Linked DNA regions of Mus musculus: region 2 is linked to region 1. The links are chromatin contacts, called in public Hi-C maps. All regions are on one chromosome and are shown on one strand. Each heading gives the region's core, a stretch centred on a gene start, on an enhancer-like site or on the middle of the called end of the contact. The rest is flanking DNA. Distances are from core to core; before and after follow the strand shown. Region 1 overlaps Dedd2 (death effector domain-containing DNA binding protein 2). Region 2 holds the start of Cic (capicua transcriptional repressor).

The links. Hi-C and Micro-C count contacts between places; a contact is called where the count stands out from the background.
Region 2: a contact with region 1 is called in a Hi-C map of T follicular helper cells, with 2.3 times the contacts expected there. The contact joins the promoter of Cic here to the enhancer-like site in region 1. A contact is called at or near these places in 11 of 39 promoter capture datasets (the C10 cell line, the HPC-7 cell line, cranial neural crest and 8 more), 2 of 15 datasets of contacts at CTCF or cohesin (CD8 T cells and large pre-B cells), 33 of 484 Hi-C or Micro-C datasets (B cells, the Ba/F3 cell line, the C2C12 cell line and 25 more), 24 of 115 datasets of contacts at active chromatin or transcription factors (the 230-238 cell line, CD8 T cells, the HPC-7 cell line and 14 more) and 4 of 9 other capture datasets (adipose tissue, embryonic stem cells, liver and 1 more).

Annotation. Positions count from the first base shown.
Region 1 is chr7:25,204,059-25,207,385 of GRCm38.p6, forward strand. The region is part of intron 4 of Dedd2 (death effector domain-containing DNA binding protein 2); the gene reads right to left. Among named protein-coding and RNA genes, the nearest start is that of Mir7048, 12 kb to the right of the region's middle. Within about 2 kb of position 1,478, at least 92 of the 459 cell types and tissues checked have an H3K27ac peak or open chromatin away from gene starts, as enhancers often do. A contact at or near this core is called in B cells, the Ba/F3 cell line, CD8 T cells and 15 more, where this site is marked.
Region 2 is chr7:25,266,217-25,269,543 of GRCm38.p6, forward strand. Cic (capicua transcriptional repressor) reads left to right here and starts at 1,483. Exons shown (of 21, transcript NM_001302811.1): 1 at 1,483-1,540. It overlaps Gm45974 (a long non-coding RNA gene), which reads right to left. Exons shown (of 3, transcript XR_001778066.2): 3 at 2,117-2,181.

The DNA.
Region 1 (3,327 bases), core at 228-2,727:
AATCTCAACTCCCTGAATCACAAGGCAGCCTCCTCCATCCCGTTCAACACCACCTCTGAGCCTCTGTCCGCTGAGGCTATTCTCTCTCCAGTTCCTACAACCCTTTTTCTGATGCCCAGTTCCCGGTGAGGCCCACCCAGACCAGACCTACTCTAGATCCACCGCCACCCTCGCTCTCTGGCAGCTTCTCCAGCTCCCCAGACCCAGCTTGGTTTTCCCCAAGGCACATGTTGTCTTCTAACCTACTCCAGCAGCAGCATCCCGAGTTCCCCAGGTAGCAACACCCTGAAGGACTTGGTGTGTGGCTCAGGCACACACCCTGGGCATACAGAGCTCAGTATTTGTGTCTGTGAATGAACCAATGCATAAGCCAAGGGACCTGGCTTTCGGCAGCCAGCCTCATACCCACCTCTCACACAGAGAGAATCTCAGATCAAACACAGCCCATCCTCCTACAAGCTTCAGGGAGCAAGGGGCCTCAGCAAAGCCCAGGAGACCCAGCTCTGCTGAGGGTACAGTATTCTTAGATGACAGGGTTAGCCCAGGGCTGCTAAGGGCTACCAGGACACCCAGGGAGGAGAATGAAGCCCACACGGAGCCAACAGCAGAGGGAAAGAGATCCCTGAGTCCATCATGTAGCAGGAAGAACCATCAGGACCAGCAGATACCACCACTGGACCGGCAGGCACCGCCATTGTTCCCCACTCTCCCTTAAACACTTTAAGGTTAGTTCCTGTCATTTAGCCTAAACCTGCACTTGCCCAAAGGAGGTAACACCTCTGCGAAGGGGACAAAGACAGTTCTCTAAGAGTCGCTGCAAGCATGGGTTTGGGCTTATTACCTCTCTACTGGGACACGGTCGTGTCAGGTTCAGCTATGCTTAGGGACCACAGCAACCAATAGTTCTATAGCATCAACAATTGCCAAACATCACGACCTCCAAGTGTGTGAGTCAGAGCTCAAGCCACACACAGGCCTGTGAGGCAGGCCCCTATACACTCCATTTACAGATCTGAAGTGGAGTCCAAGGTCACACAGCCTGGCAGGGACTCCTGGATCCAGACAGCAGTACCCCTGGGCAAATCAGAGCCTATGTAAACACCGGTCCTCACCTAGACCAGGGCACAGTCCCTGCCTGAAGGGCTGTTAATGAGAATATAACAAAGACAAGAAGGGACAGAAAGCACAGAGCCAGTGAGGAGGCTGCAACTCAGTGTCTATTCCTGAAACCACAGTGGCCGACAGCTGTGACTGACCCTGGACATGCCCCAACCCGGAAGTCAAGGGCCACCTTCAACCCAAAAGGAAATCGAAGCCCTGGGAAGAAGGTTCTACCGCAGTGGGAGCCGTCACCTTTCACAGCCGTTCAACAGAGAGCAAAGAGTAAAAGGCAGGAAGGCAGGTCCCCAGCACCACAGATGACCTTTTACCACACTCACTTCCTCCTCCCCCCGCCCCAAAGCCTTCCTCTTTCTACCTTGAGGGGAACCGCATCCTGTCCCCTGGAGGCCCAGAGAACTCAGCCTGGAGGGGTCGGCCTCAGCTCCCACGGCTGCTTGTGGACCCAGCTACCCTCATCCTCAAGGCCAGATAAGCCCTCTGGGCCCCCATCCTTGCCTCCCAAAAGCCTCTGACCACACTTCCCAACTGAGGGTGGGGACCATGGGAGTGGGGGAGTCAGAAGCTGCCCAAGGCCACACAGGGCTGGGCAGAGGCAGAGCCAGAGGCAGCTGGTGGGGTCCCACACACCTGAAAGTGAGTCCCAGCTCTGCCACGCTCTAGCTGTGGGCCTTGGGCATGTGACCTCACCTCTCTGAGCCTGTTTCCCCATCTGAAAAACACAAACAAACAAGAGGTCCCTGCTGCACGGTAGTCACGAGGATTAAATGGAGCAACTGGTACAGTGCCGGGCTCAGGGGCTCACAGCACACGAAGGTCACAGAATCAGGAACTGTGATTTCGAAACCCACCTCTCTCCCCACGTGACCCTACCTAGGCCCTCCGCCTCTCCACTGGGTCCAGTCAATCTCCTCCTTTACCAACTCGACCACCCCTGCCCCTCCTTTCCACACTCTGCTTTCCCCTTACACCCTCACAGAATGATCCGGCCACCTCCTGTGCCTTGAACACGCCAACTCGCCCAGGAAAGCACTGCATAAGGCACCACGCCCAGCCCAGCCAGGCCCTTCCCTGATCCTCTCCCATAGTGCAGGTTACTCAACAAACATGGAAACCAGCCATCTACTGCTCAGAGTGCTCGTCCCCGGGAAGGTGGAACAGAGACGCTGGACAGTCTCTCACCAGGTGTTTACAGAGTATCAGGCATCCAAGGATGAAGAAGGGCATGCCATGGGTGGGGCAGAGACAAGCTGCCCACTGTTAGCCCTCCCCTCCCAGGCCAGGCCCACCCCTGGGGGCTTTTCCTGTCTTACCCCATCTAATCCTAAGGGTCCCGTCATTACTGCCATTACAAATGAGGAAACACTCTACCTACCAGAGCACAGTCCACCTCCGACCTGGAAATAGATCACAGGAAAGGGAGGGACAAGACGCTCCAACAATGAGCCCCACCCACCGCAGTGCCACCCTGGCCCTGAATCACCTGCTCACCACACAGCCTCTCCTCAACCCTGAGCCAGCATGAACAAGTGACACTTGCGTGGACTCTCTTCTGGCTGCCCCAGACACATGCACCTGGCCCTCTGAGCCCTTTGATCATGTCCACGGCTTTACGAGGCGATGCTGAGCCTCCCTTCTGTGGATGAGGAAACTGGGGCCCAGAGGTTGAATCATCAAGCTGGACCATTCCAGAATTCTATCCAAGGTGACCAGCTCTGTTCTGAGCCCAAGCTACTAACCGCCCAACCCTGTCGGCTGCCTCTCACACAAGCATATATAAACATGAAATTACAGGGCATTCTAAGGCCAGGCGGGAAGACGATAGGCAGGGACCTTAGAGTTCCGTTCTAGAAAATGGCACTTGAAGTGAAGTGTGAGGTAGACACTGGATTAGCCAGGAAGACCAGAGACATGGGAAGGGTGGTGTGTCTGCCAGAGAGAAAAGAGCTTAGGGCCATCACCAGCTGTGGGGAAGGTCACTGACAGCAGGGTTGGGAGGTCTGGTCTCATTTAACAGCTAAGCCCCTACTGTGGACATCTGGAGGTAACCACACCTCTCCATAACCCCGTGGTGTCCTAGCAGCACTGCCCTAAAGAGACCAAGGTGAGCACCGGGGCCCTAAGCATGAGTCATGTGGGGACAAGGACCCCTGGCTCAGGGATGACCACCACAGGGGCTGGGTGAGAGCACTAAGTAGGCAGGAGCAA
Region 2 (3,327 bases), core at 233-2,732, 62 kb after region 1:
AACCTCTTTGTACCTTGCTGGTGTCACCCATCTTCCCTATTTTCTTCTGTATAAAAAGTTTGATGCTCAATTTGACAAATTACATTCAGATCCACACTCCCTTGTGTTGAGTCTGTCCATCCATTCCCGCTGACTCCTTGCCCACCTGAGACTAGAGACCCGTTCCATGCAGACAAGGGATCAATAGGGTCTGCGGCACGGTGGGAACTTCCTGTAGATATCGAGAAGTTGCCTCACTGTAAGTGCCATAGATAATGGGTGCTTTTTGCATGTCCTATGTGAAGCAGCCATATATCCCAGAACATTCTCTTACAGAGCATAGTGCAAGCATAAGGAAAGCAGAATAACTAAAAGCAGCTCAATGAGAAAGGGGTTTATCTCAACTTATATTTCATCAAGCCCATCTGAAGGGGCGTCAGGGCAGGAACTCTGGGCAAGAATTCAATGGGGAAGCCATGCAAGAACCCTTCATAATGGCTTGCTCTCCATGGTTTGTTTCGCCTGCTTCCCAGGACCACTTTCTCAGGGGTTGCACCCACCCACAATGGGTTGGACCCTCCTACACCAACCACTAATTAAGATAGTACTGCACTGACTTGCCTACAGGGCAATCTTTTGGAGACAATTGGGGTTCACTCTATGTCAGGATTTGGTACTTGTGTCAACTTAAAAACTAACCAGCACCAACAGTAAGATGTGCTACAATAGACCAGATGTGTGTGTGTGTGTGTGTTTCACTATTACAGTCTTGAGTATCCATCATATGCAAGAGAAACCTTCATTAGAGGAGGAGTACACCATTCTCCATTATCCTTTGATCCAAGGGAAACCTGATGGGAAGACTGAAGCTAGGGATAGTCACACCTGGTGTAAACTCGGCACCGGGGCAACAGCTGTCTATGCCTCAGAGGGTATGTGGCACATGCTCTTCTCCTCACCTCCGGTGTGACACCCACCCCAAGATTTTTACACATCTTTCCTCAGGTGTGAAAAGCCATAGGGCTATTCGCCTTCGGAATGAAGTGTGAAACCCCAGGAAGTGACGCAAAAGAAAAGTTTGGAGATTGGAGGGTGCGATCAGAAAAGTGCGCCGTCCTAAAATCAAAAAGTCTTGGAGTTGACATCACGGCCACAGGCCACGCGGGTTGCCAGTACTGCAGAGCGCGCTACCCTACAACCGCAGGTCCTCTCTCCTTCTGGTGGCAACAGGGCTTTCCGCGGGGCCGCGCCAGACTTTTTGAGACTGTTGATTGGCCGTAGTCCGGCCACCCGACAGCCAATCATGCAGAGGAAAGGTGACATCACTAGTTCTCCTCCCATCCCCCTACCCCAAACTTCTCTACTCTGGTTTACCAGCACCAACAACCACGTGGGGGAGGGGTAAGAGAGTAGAACCGGTGAGGTCATTGCACCGCCCCTGCCGTTGCTGATTGGCTGCGGGGCTCGCGGGTGTCGGTTGGCTGCTCTTTGCACCTCCCCCTCGTGCCGCTACAGCCGCCTCAGCGAGGAGCCACTGGCGACGCCAGAGCCAGCAATCCGGGTGAGTCGGGGCCCTGGGTCTAAGATGTTCCCAGTGTCCAGCGAGACTCAGGAGGAGCTGCCCTTTCCGACTTTTTCTCTTCGCCCGGGTTCTTTGGAGCTCCATGCACTCTGTCACATGGGAGTTGTAGTCTGACTTATGCTTCTGACTACGGGCCGGATACAGAAGAAGACTACTATTCCCAGCAGGCATTGCGTTCAGCTGGTCAACAAACCCTCGGGCCACGCCTCTCGAGCTTGTTTATTGGAGGGCATATCCTTTAGTCCCGCCTCCCTTCATTTTATTGGTTACTGTCCCTCGCAGGGGGTGGTTTCTTGCTTAAGATGGATGGTGATTGGGTACTGTAATTGTCATTCGGCATATAAATAGTCTGTTAATTGGTTAAAGGAGGTGTCCATTACTTGTTGTAAGGTAGAGTTCTAGGCAGATCAGGCAGTCGTAGGCTTAGGTTGGTGTCGGTCCCGGAGGGAGGCCGGTCTTGGAATTTGACCCCGCCCCTTGGCGCTGCCGGAAGAGCGCAATTGGTGGTAGCAAGTGTCGCTTGCGGATGATAGGCGGAGCCGACTAGACAGCGAATATCTATTGGTCTAGGTTGGCGCCGGTCACCGGGGTTGTGGCCGTTTATTGGCTGGTTGCTCCAGCTGTTGCAGGTCCATTCACCATTTTGTGTGTTGGAGTAAAAAAAAAAGGGAGAATCGAGAGGGAGAGCCGGAGGGGGGGCGGGGAGGGACCGGACCGGACTGAGCCGGGGCCACGGCCCCCCGCCCCGAAACCCCGCGGAGCCCGAGGTGAAGGGCGGGGCTAGGGCTGACACTGCGTGGGGGTGGAGGGGAGCTGGAGGCCGAGAGGGGACAGGTGGCAGGGACGGGAAAGGGGTACAGGGCAAAAGAGGTGGGCGGAATGGTGTGGGAAGGGGTGACAGAGTGGAAGAAGTGGTAGGAAGTGGGGAGTGACAGAAAAGGAGCAACTAGGGGAGAGTACTGATAACAGGAATGGAGGGGTAACAGGATTAGATCAGGGTGACAGGGAGAGGAAGGGGACCGAGTTGGAGGGGGTGATAAAGAGAGGCGATGGGCAGAGGTGTCAGATTTGGAGGTCTAGAGATGGCCGACAGAAGAGTGAATAGGAGGAATAGGTGATATAAATAAATGGGGGTGACCAGCGGGGGGGGGTAACAGGAGGGGGCCTAGTATCTGAGAAAATAAGGTAGAGGTGGTGACAAGATGGGAGAGAGTGGCAAGCGAAGATGGTGTCAGGAGGGTGGATGGAAATAGAGAGGATGAGACCCTAAAGGGCATGGGGTGGCCTCAGCTTCAGGAGTTTCACGTTCTGAAAGGGAGGTGAGGGCCCGCGGGACCCTGGGTAGTAGTTAGCTATGGTGCACAGGAAGAAGGTAGGCCCCAAGAAAGAGAGGTCTGGCTCTGGGGTAAAGAGACCAGTCCAGGTAACAGGGGTAAGGGATGTTGGCTGGTGTGCTTGTAGGCCCTGGGTGGGGTGTAAAGGTTTATGTTTGGACAGTGTTTGTACCAGATCTCAGGCTCCTGAATGGTGCCCTAGCAGGTCAGTGGGGAGATGGCAGTGGAGTCGGCTTAACTCACAGCACCTTGGTGCTGATCCCAGGCCCTTCAGAGTCTGCCAGTGAGAACCCCAGAATTGTCCCACAGAAGGAGAAGGCCTCAAGTCGGAGAGCATGAGATCTGGGATCGCAGTCAGCCTGAAGACTGTCAGAGGGGTCTCTGATTGTGTTTGGCGGAATCTAGGACAGCTAATGTTTGGCTTCTCAAGTT